Linked DNA regions of Sus scrofa: region 2 is linked to region 1. A link is a contact called in public Hi-C data. All regions are on one chromosome and are shown on one strand. The core of a region is the stretch at or near the end of the contact, and the rest is flanking DNA. Distances in the headings are between cores, read along the strand shown.

Region 1 (5,719 bases), core at 2,457-4,956:
CATGTCGATAACACTTCTGCTCTGGAAAGTGGAAACATCGCTTGAAACACTAATGGCGACTCAGGCCTCACACCTGCCATACTGTTGTTGAGAGCCTAAAAGTCACTGTTTCCCTCCAGCGGAAAGACCCATGCCAGAGTAATGTTTCCAAAACCCTCTCAAATTACTGCTACCCTGTGTCCTGAACAGGAATTAAGAGCAAATGTATAAGAAAAGTTGGAGTGATTCTGAGAAAACAAAGAAAATAACAAGGGATGTTGGTTAAAGTGTCACAAGGAGGACCCTAATCCCACACCATAAACCTTTTTATCCCCCTGTCAGCCAGATATATGCTTCCCAGGTTAGGGCGGGCAAGAAGGGGCTGGCAAGAAGGGGGGTCCCAAAGCGAACTCCAGTCCCCACGGGTTTAGAGCCGCCCAGGAGCAGCAGGGTGGAGATGAGGCCGCCTCCTCGCTCCCAGTCGTAACTGCATGCCCCAGCGGAGCACTCCAGCCCAACCGCACCTAGGTGGCCAAGCTGGACGGGTGGAGGTGGCGGGAGTCTGACTAGTAGCTCGGGGGCGCCCCCTGAGGTCCAGCGGCGTCACAGCACCTTCGGAAAACGGAAAACTGGCATCTCTGGCTCTGGCATTTTTAACTTTGCCTGGTTGCAAAGGCTGCTGCTGCACCTCTCCGGCTGCACTTTTCCTAACCACAACCCTCCTTCCCTGCGCCTCGCACCTCTGCCCCTTAGCTTTCCGACATCCTTCGGCTCCCGGACCATTGTGTGGGCTATTTATTTACCTCGCAGCGTTGGCGCGCATAGTAAATGTGGAAGATGAAAACTGTCCCAGCCCCACACAGGCGGCATCACTGGCAGTCCCATTTTGGATTTCAGGTTTCCTCAGACATCAGTAAAAAGAAAATCCCAGCTGGCCCACTGACTCCACACCCGAACATAAGGAGAAGGCCAGAAGTGGACATTAGAAATTCCTCATACTTCTCAAGGTTGTGCTCCTGCTGCTTCCCACTGCCCCCATTAAAGCGTGACCCTTACAAAGCTCGACGCCAGTAAGCACCTGAGCCCACTCAGCCGGCAAGTCTATTGCAAAGAAGAAAGTCTAGAGGGGGAAGATGATTAACATAAATGCTGAGCGGGGGTTGGGGGATGAAGGGGCACATTTTTAAGAGTAAGTGTCCACATCTCCTCCAGCCCCTGGTGGAGGCAGAATCCTGGTGGGCAACTCCGGGCCTCAGGCTAAGTGTGGACACACGTCCTCGTTCGGCATCTAAGCTGGGATTCTGGGCTGTGGCAGGAGTTCCGTGCGGTTCTGGGGGCAAGAGGATGCGCAGAGGGAAAAGGGGGTTACCGAAGAAAAGGGGCAGGGCTTTGGCTCTCTGTCCTTCGAGGGCACCCCCGTACCTGCAAAGGGGACACTCGCTGCCAGTCCCCGAGGGCAGCAAGAGCGCCCGCGCCCTGCTCTAGTGCTCATGACGGAGCTGGGGGACCCGCTGCACCAAAACCGTGCGCTCGGACCGCCAGGGGACAGGCGGCTGTGACCATCGGGGGGCATATTCCTTTTTTTTTCTGGATAACCCTCACCTCCGAGTATCTAGGAGCTGGTAGATGAGAAAGCAGAAAATAGGGGGGCGGGGGCCTCTTGTCCTTAGGAGAGTGAAAGATGGAAAACGAAATCGCCCCATTTTCCCCATCCCTTTTCCAATTAGGGCAGAGGGCTTGGCCTCCACTTCCCAGGAAGGGGCCGGACAGATTCAAGGGAGCTCGAGGCTGCAGCCAGGAGGGAGAAGGGGGCTGCAAGAGGGAAAATGTAGGCAGCTGGCCTCTGCCCTCCCGGAACAGAAAGAGAAAGGGGGTCGACCAGTGGAGGGCTGGAAGTCGAGGGTCGCAGAGCCGCACACTGCTACGTGCGGTGATTTATTATCTTCATCACTGATCAATACTGTTCCTGTCTTTACCCGAACAGAAAGGTGCGGGTCTGGGCTGCCAGCCGCGAACAGCCTGCAAAAGGGCAAAGATGAAGGTAGGTAGGGCGGGAGACGGAAAAAATCCGCCCCGGCGCGAATAGCAACCCAGTCGCCGACCCGCCCCCCACCACCCACACCCCCACCGAAGCTGTCCTGCCGACCAGAGTTGCGGGATAGAGGAGCCTCGGGCCCGGGCTAAGGGAGCCACGGATCTCCCTAAACCGTCTGCTCCCTGCCCTCCCACAACGGCCAGGGGCCCGGGCCCAAGAAAGCCCCTTTGCCGGAACCAAAGCGCAACCCGAGCCCCAGCCCCCGAGCCAGGGTCGCCCCTGACCCCTGGGACCGGAACGCAGGCTGTTCCCAACATCCCCGATTCTTCACGGCCAGCCTTCAGCTTCCACCGTCTGGGCACCAGCCTCCCCAAAGGGTCGGGGAGCAGCAAATCACGCCCCCCCATAAGCTCCTTCAAACCCCGTCTGAGCAAGGGGCGCACCCTGCGCCCCCCAAACCCACAAAGGCATCCTCCCCATTGCCCCGGTCTCAAAAACCCCAGAGCTCTAGCTCCCCCGAACAGCGGCGAATCAGCAGAATGAGTCTTCTTTTCTCCCGACTCCGGCCCCCTTAGGCCCCCCAAACCCGAGAGAAACACAGACTTCTGCGGCCCCCGGCCCCCTTCCCGGCCAGCCCCTACTTCCATCCTCCCCAACCGCCAGCCTCCCTAAATGCTGCCAGAGCCAGCGGAGCGTATCCCTCTCCCCTTCATGGGCGCCCGACCCCCCTCCACTCTCTCCGGGGTCCCGGGGACGGGTGCCTGAGCTCCGTGCCCCGGGAATAACTCCATATCCCCCGCGCGCGCCGGCCAGGGCCGCGTCCCTCGGCGGCCGGCACTCACCGGGGAAGCACACGACATAATGGAGCACGGAACTGGTGATTTTCAGGAACAAAATCCACCAACACGGTTCCAGTAACCTCCGCATGTCCGAAAACGCACATCGAAAAGAGGAAGGCAGGGGGGTGGTAAACTTGTTGAATAAGTTCTTGCCTCCGTGTGAGCCTCCAAGCCTGGGCTCTTCCCCTGCTCGCCCGCTCAACGGGCCCCCCGCTCTCGGCGGCCCAAGTCCCCCTGGAATCCGGGAAACCGCTGAGCGCCCCCCGGAAAAATCTCAAAAAGTGACCGGGAACGTGGAGCCACGCTGGGGACGATCCTCGGCGGAGAAGGGCTGTTTTCTGTTCAAATAGGAGCGAGCAGGGCGAGGAGTCGGCGCGCGGCGGCGATGCCCGGGGCCCGGGGCAGGCAGGGACTGAAGGCGGCGGCGGCGGCTAGCAGCCGAGGATCCCCAACTTGAATCGGCAGCGCAGCCCTAAAGCCGGCGGGCGGCGGCGGGGCTGAGCGCGGCACAGCGTCTCCGGGCTTCAGGCAGGCAGCTCCTTCCAGGGCCCCGGGAAGGAAGGAGGCATGTTTGCGAGCAGGGAAGGGGAGGGTAGTGGCAGGAGGAGCGAAGAGCCCCCCCAAAATAGAAACGGCTAGAGGAAACCAAGGAAAACACAAAGGATCTCAGAGGGGCGCTGGGGCGAGGGCGCCTTCAGTCCATGCTCCTGAAAGTTGTGGCTCCGGCGCGAGCTGGGGAGGATCGGGGAGCGCGGGGCTGGAAACTAGCCATGCCTCCATACAGGAAGTAACATGTGAGCATGGATCCTGGCAGAGACTTTAAAGCCGGCGAGCGAGCAGGGGGCGCGCGGCGGCGGTGGCGGCGGCGCGCGATCAAGGACGCGCGGAGACTGCGGGGACGCGCAGCGGGGCTGCCGGCAGCGGGCGCGCGCGCACCGCGCTCTTAAAGCAGCCACGCTCGGCTCCCGCCTCTGTGGGGTCCCACAGCCCACTTCTCTCCCCTCGCCAGGCCGGAGTGCTGTGGACTCGGCGGGGGCAGTTTGGGTGCCGAGGGCTGCTCTGGCTGGGTCTCGGAAAGCGGGAGAAGGGCAGCTGCTTCTAGGGGTCAGCGAGTCTTTGCCAGATTCCCGTTCAGCTAGCTCTTAAAGACGCCGCAGTTTGAGCGGCTTTGGCAGCTGTCCCCTGGACCCCGTCAGCGTTTTTCGCGGACGGGAGACTTGTAGGGGCCCAGGCTCGGGTTTGAAGAGAGGAGGGGGGCCGACGGCTGCCTTCATAGCGTGATGGGGTTTCGTGTTGGGTTTCCGCGCCTTGGTAGCGCCGCGGCGGGGCGCGCCCTGCTCACTCCTTGCTTGCGCCCCCCAGCCTGGCGAATTCCCCCGCTTTGGAAACAAAGCCGAATGGCCTTTGCACTCGGACTGAGCTTTGAGATTTAATTTTTTTCTTCATTTCTCTCTCTCTCTTTTCCTTTTCTTTTCCGCCTTCCATTGGCCATGTTCCCGACTGGGGAGAGGTGGGGGTGGGGAGGCATATCGATCCTAGGCTTTTGAAATCCTGTCCTTCCGAGTCCCACACCCCTTTTCCCGGCGCCACGATGGTTCGGTGGCAGAGTTTTCCCAACTCGCGGCTTCACAGGAGGAGGGAAGGTTCCCTTACTCCGGCCTGGTGGTGGAGAGGGTGCAGGAAGTGCGCCTCTTACCCCTGACTGGGTGAAAGCTGCGCCCCTGGGCAGGACCGATTTCCTGGCAGCTACTCGGGGAGCCGCAACCTCTTTAGCAATCGCGGAGAGGCGTGTGAGGGAAATGGGAGGACTGGGCTTATCTGTTAGAGTTTTGTCCCTTGGCTCTCGGTGAGAGAGATCTTTATCGCTAAGACTTCTAAGCGCCCTATTTTCCCCTCTTATGGCGGTGCTAAAAGTGGGGGAGGTGGGCTTTTGATTAAATGGGTAATTCAGCCAAAGTAATTAGCCATTTGTAATTTTTGCCTAATTTTTCTGCCTCAGTTTAAAAGCCATCTTGACTTGTTTTTATCATGCCCCTGCTGTTTCATCCCACCACGCAGGGTCCTCCACCCACCCAAACATCCCAACCGGATGCTAGGTTTTCAAATAATATACACATGTTCGAAATCCTCCCACAAGATGTGATTAGGGAAGTAGTTTTACACCCACACTTCCAAAAGAAAAACCTTTGAAAAGTTAAATTTGGGATTAGGGACTAATAAAAGCCAGGAAGTTCCTGGGGAGCCCTCCCCCTCCCATCTTTAGCAGAACGGAGTGAACACCCTGCCCCAGGGTGGGGAATGAGTTGAGTTTGTTTGTTTTGGAGTTTGGTCCTTCCTGGTTTTGTTGGAATCTTGATTCCCCCATAAATGCTTGAGAGGGTCAGTTTTCTTGGAAGTGTTGTATTTAAGGGATGTCCATAGGTCAGTGGAAACTTTTGAGAGGTTCATATAACCCCTATGTGTCTGGCTACCTCATTAAAAATTGAGTGATAAAATGAGGAAATCCCGAGGAATTTGAATCAGAACATAACACCTGGATAACCATCCCCAAATGAGTTCCTCCTTCGCAAAATGAATGTAATAAAAACTGTCATTTGGAATGCTTACCATGTACTAGGCATTGTGCTAAATTATTTCTCTAAACTGTTCATTCCACAAATATACTGAGCACTTATTGAGGGGAGGAGACAACTGGGGATACAGCCATGAACCAAAAGGACAGGCCCCTGCCCTGTGTGGAGCTTACCTTCCAAAGTGCAGGATACACTCTCTCACAGAGTCCTTACAACAGCTGCCATTGTTCAGAATTATTTTCCTCATTTATAGATCCAGAAACATGCTCAGAGCTGGGAATAATGGATTCCCA
Region 2 (5,348 bases), core at 2,533-5,032, 110 kb before region 1:
TTCTTTTTTTTCTTTTTTTTTTTTTTTTTTGGTGGCTTTTTAGGGCCACACCCACAGCACATGGAAGTTCCCAGGTTAGGGGTTGAATGGGAGCTGCAGCTGCAGGCCTACACCACAGCCACAGCAACTCGGGATCTGAGCTGTGTCCTCGACCTACACCACAGCTCACGGCAACGCCAGATCTCTGACCTACTGAATTAGGCCAGGGATCAAACCAGCATCCTCAGGGATACTAGTCAGATTCATTTCTGTTGAGCCACAATGGGAACTCCAAAAATTGTTAAGAGCTGATGCAAATTTATAGGGCAACAGTGCTGAGTGACAGACATCTGCGGTGGAGTAATGCTAGGCTGTTTCTTGCTTTGTTGATTCAACAATCAGCACTGAATGTCTTCTCTTCTAATTTATTTTAACTTCTGCTTAATTAAATGCATAAAAGAACTAATGTGTTGGATTTGGGGATTTAAAATGACTTTCACCCAGCTGTTTTTAAACACACTAGGAAATTTCTTGAATATAATTGTTCTTTTAGAGGCAAAAAAAAGCAGACTGTAACCGTGACATGCACGCAGAGGGGAATTAGCACCTAGTGACACTAGCTGGCAACTTCTAAACAGGAATTCCCATCTAGGGTTTGAAAGACATTCCAGGACTTCTCCAGCTACCTCATAAGGTGATAGAAAAACTGCAGAAAAGGAAAGGTCAAGATAAAACTATTTTAAATTCATTTTCAGCCAATTCAAAGAACAGGTGTCCAAAAACATTTGCCAAACAAACAGTCTCAGGCAGCACATCAATCTAACTTTTTGGAGAAATGAGGAATCTTCTCCCTCTAATCCCCATCCCCCGATAAAAATCGAGTATTTGTAGATTCCACTCTGGCTTTTACTACATTAGGTAATAGTAAAATCCGACCCTGAATGGGGAACGATAGGAATCAGCATCCAGATCTTCTATTCAGGTCAACATTTCCCATCCCATCAAGCATTATTCAGAGTTTCGTATTTAAGAAGATCATGTAAGGTTATGTTTTCTACTCAGTCTGGTACCTAATGTCGTGTTTGCATTCAGTAATAACACTGAATTACAGTAACATCTGTCCTGAGTTACACCCTCACTGTGCAGGCTGAAATATCACAATGAGAGAGCAACTTTGTAAAATCTCAATCTAGTATTTCATCCTATGGGACCATTCAGGTTCTTGGTTATTTACTAAAAAACAAACAAACAAACAAACAAACAAACAAACCCTCTAAACCAGAGTTTCAGAAAGAAACTGGGCCAAGCTGTTGATCTACAGAAACTTCAGCGCCTTTGAGAAAGCACAAAGAACTGGCTTTAGGTGCAGGGACCATTTTTGCTTTATGGATTCAAACAACTTAAAACTTTTAGACTCCAAAATATAAAGTAATTTAAAAAAGCTTTCTCTGTAACGCATTCATTCCATGTCAAAGGAAATCCTAAGATCTTACACATAATAATCACGCCACTGGGAAAAAACCTGTATTGTTTTTTTTCATCCATCTGAGATTCCACTTCAACCTGGAGACCACCATGTTCTCAAATGAAGCCAGCCACAGCACTGCCTCACCTGGCTGATTCTTCCACTTTTACAGTGTTTCTGCTTCACATCTCCCCAAAGTTCAAACAAGCCTACAGAGGGCTGGGATTTCAACCACCAAAATAGGAATGAAAAATGTCAAGGAGGGGTATTTTCTGTGGTTCTACTTCATTATTACTACGAAAACTAAGCAATGATTTTTAAATGACAGCAGAAACTCGACGTGACAAATTCCTGCACGTTATGAGGATTTGCACTGAGGCTACTGCCTCTGACTGGGCCTCAGGAACACGCAGTGGGGCTGAAAGAGATTTAAACACTCTGCTTCCCATAGCCGGTCCCCAGAAAGTTTCTATTTCATGTCAAAGAGGTTAATGAGTGCGTGGGTCTCCTCAAAGTCTAGCTTTGGAGTTTGACCATATGGGAAGCCGAGATAAGCAAGTAAAAGATGTGACGCTGATCAACATGGGGCAGATAATACCTCTTTGAACACAGATTACAGGTCTGCCATGCTCTGTAACACAATTTAAACAAATATTAAAAAAAGCACTCCTCCCAGGAAAAATGGCCTTAAGAATAACTTAGGTATGTCTGAAAGCCATAGTGACATTTTGAGATCCCTGGGAACAAGTTAATTCTCTGGCATCCTTAGATGACACCTTGCTGGCCTGAAAGATTTTCAAAAAGCGCCTGGTTTCAGGATAAGTCAACCCACTCCTGGGTCTTGCCAAGTTCTAGAACGTTAGCCAAGAACCTACAGATTGAGCCCCGGTGCAATTCAATCCCTTCAAATTCAACTCAAAAAAAGCTAACATTTCTGCATACCAGCCCCAGTGTGGAGTTTTTTAAACACTTTCCCAAGAGGCTATCTATGAGGCAGGTATCTCCATTACAGAGACAAGGAGACTGCTATGTTCTAACTGTGTGTGTCCCCCAAAATAATTATGTCAAAATCCTAACCCCCAAATGATGGTATTAGGAGGGAGAACTACTGGGAGATGATTTGGTCAGGAGGGCAGAACCCTCATGATCAAAATGAGCACCCTTAAAAAAACAGACCCCAGGGAGTTTCTGTCGTGGCTCAGTGGTTAATGAATCCGACTAGGAACCATGAGGTTTCAGATTCGATCCCTGGCCTTGCTCAGTGGGTTAAGGATCCGGCGTTGCTGTGAGCTGTGGTGTAGGTCGAAGATGCGGCTCAGATCCTGCATTGCTGTGGCTGTGGTGTAGGCCAGCGGCTACAGCTCCAATTAGACCCTTAGCCTGGGAACCTCCATATACCACGGGAGTGGCCCTCGAAAAGGCAAAAAGACAAAAAAATTAAAAAAAGATAGACCTCAGAGAGCTAGCTTATCCCTCCTGTGATATGAGAACACAATGAGAAGGCACTATCTATGAACCCAAAGTGCCCTCACCAGACACTAACTGCTGGCATCTTGACCTTGGATTCTCTAGCCTCCAGACCTGTGAGAAATCAACTTGTCTTTAAGCCACCTGGTTTACGGTATTTTTGTTACACAGCCAAAAGAGACTAAAATAAAAACTAACGCTGAGAGGGGTTGAATAAAGTTGTCCAAGGTCAAACAGCCAGTGAGCCAGGATTTGGATAGGATTCTAGGTTGGATGGACTCCAGCACTGACACTTTCAAGCACTTTCTCAAGAAGCCCCTTCCCCGACAGGAGCAGCCCACTTCCCTGCACTTGTTCTCTATGTTCCATACACTTTCTGGTTCATGGGACCTCCCAAGCCCACCTGCCACTTCCTCCCAGCTCAACCAGGTATCTGTGATGCCACGGTCTCTTCTCAATCTGTGCCCATCTGTCTCAAGGACAATTGATTTTTGCAGCAACGGAGGGCACATACCTCAAAAAGTAATCTGTGGCCTCTAGAATGTTGAGATAAACCTGTGTGATGTGGTTCCAAGCAGGAAATTTCTTATTTCCAAGAGGAAATAGGCAGAAACACTCATTCATTCAAAAATATACTATAGGCACTGGAGCCCCCTAGTAAACTTTTAAAGATACTGACTATGAAATAAACATAGAACTGTAACTAACTGTGGGGATAGGTCTGTGATAGGCAGTAAGCAGGGGCGAGAAGGGCAGGAGTGGATGTCGCTGCAAAGACTGACAGCCATGGGCAGGAGGCAGGGGTGACTGTGCTGTGGTCACTCTAAAGTTGCACAGTATTCCTTCCAGCCTATCAATTCCAAGACCAGTGTCCAAGCGAGCCACACTGTTTGGAATTTTTCCATCTGACATGATTCTGGGTCTCAGTGAGCAACTCACAACATCACAAGATCTAAATGAAAAAAACATCCATCAATCCCACAGGAAATGCGGCCCTGAGAATTCTATGGCCAAAACAAACACTGCTACTCGGAGTTTCTGTTTTGATCTACACAAGATCAGTCCATGCTCAATCAAAAATTTAAGGAGCCAAGCTAGAGAGCGGCTAGGATCCTTCGCTCGTGAGGACCTAGGAAGAGGTGTCAATAATAAAAATGCAATGCACAGTGTTATTTCTACCAAGGGACAGAATTATAATTATAAAGCACTTCTATATTAAGTAAAGTTCAGCCTAATAAAGGAGCCTAAAAAACTAGGCCACCATTGATTTAATATATCCTAAATAAGTATTCTGTGAATTAGGTGTGAGCAAAAAGTGTATGCTGTGACACCCAGTCATTTCAGATAAAGAAGAACTTGTGTGGCGGAGTGAATCCTCCCAGTAAATGAAGTCTCCTGTAACATAACTTTAGCCCCAAATAATATCATCTCTTCAAAATACTGGAGAGTCACATTTGTCGTGCTTTTACTCAAAGGTCTCATTAAACTTCAGGAAGTGTCTACAATGTTCAGCAGAGGGTAATGCACACAAAGGAACCTTTTAAAGAAAGTGATAAAACCATAAAACCAATTAAAGCTTTACACATTTCCTTTAATACTTTTTGTAAAATTTGCATAATTTCTGATTTGACAAAAGAAACTCATTTCTTGTCTCCTCCTCCCCTCAACCTGGAGCTACGGTGTTAGAAGGACCCACCTCACAGGTTGCCATTTGCCTTCTACCAAAAAAAAAACAAAAAAAAACAAAAAACGGGCGGTCACTTTCTATTTGGAAGCTGTTGCAGAAAAGCAGGAAGAATGGAAACTTGTAGAGGGCTATTTTCAAATTTTGCGAGAATTAACAACCCAATTTTTAGGGTAATTCTGTCCACACAATTTCCATTTCTGCAGCGCTGTAATTGCATACTCTTGGACAACTGTCCCTCAATCTGCCTTGCCAAGCTCTCTCTCATTTTTCAAGCATTTAGCGTTAACTGTTCCTTTCCCCTTTCCCAGAAAGAACTGCTGGGAAAGCCTTGAAAAAGAGACACATCCTACATACACTTTGATATCCACCAGAAAGCTAAGAATGACACCAACTACCTGGACTCTCAGTATTTGAGAGGAAGGTCAGCTAAATCTTGAAAGGTTAAAGAATTCTTCTTCTTCTTATTTGCCCATCTTTCTGGACCACACGTGTGGATAAGAATGGTCTTCTTCTTATGCAGGGTGGACTGACCACATGGCTTCTATTGAAACCACTCATTCCACCATGTTAGGCAGACAACAGTTATAGACAGTAAGTCAACAAACAGCATGGCTGTGTTCCACTAAAACTTTATTAACAAAAACAGGCCGTGGGCCAGATGTTTCCCATTGACTGTGACTTGCCAACCCTTGTTCTTAAGGATCGAATCTTAGAATCCACAGAAATGAAGTTAAAGACACAGGCTGCCAC

What was found. Hi-C and Micro-C count contacts between places; a contact is called where the count stands out from the background.
Region 2: a Hi-C map of skeletal muscle shows a contact between it and region 1, with 2.3 times the contacts expected there. The contact joins the enhancer-like site here to the promoter of PTPRG in region 1. A contact is called at or near these places in 4 of 47 Hi-C or Micro-C datasets (heart right ventricle, psoas muscle and skeletal muscle) and 1 of 2 datasets of contacts at active chromatin or transcription factors (skeletal muscle).

Annotation. Positions count from the first base shown.
Region 1 is chr13:43,130,773-43,136,491 of Sscrofa11.1, reverse strand. PTPRG (receptor-type tyrosine-protein phosphatase gamma) reads right to left here and starts at 3,706. Exons shown (of 31, transcript XM_021070772.1): 1 at 2,857-3,706; 2 at 1,956-1,998. The coding sequence starts at 2,874.
Region 2 is chr13:43,241,090-43,246,437 of Sscrofa11.1, reverse strand. The region is part of intron 2 of PTPRG (receptor-type tyrosine-protein phosphatase gamma); the gene reads right to left. Among named protein-coding and RNA genes, the nearest start is that of PTPRG, 110 kb to the right of the region's middle. Within about 2 kb of position 3,782, at least 2 of the 83 cell types and tissues checked have an H3K27ac peak or open chromatin away from gene starts, as enhancers often do. A contact at or near this core is called in skeletal muscle, where this site is marked.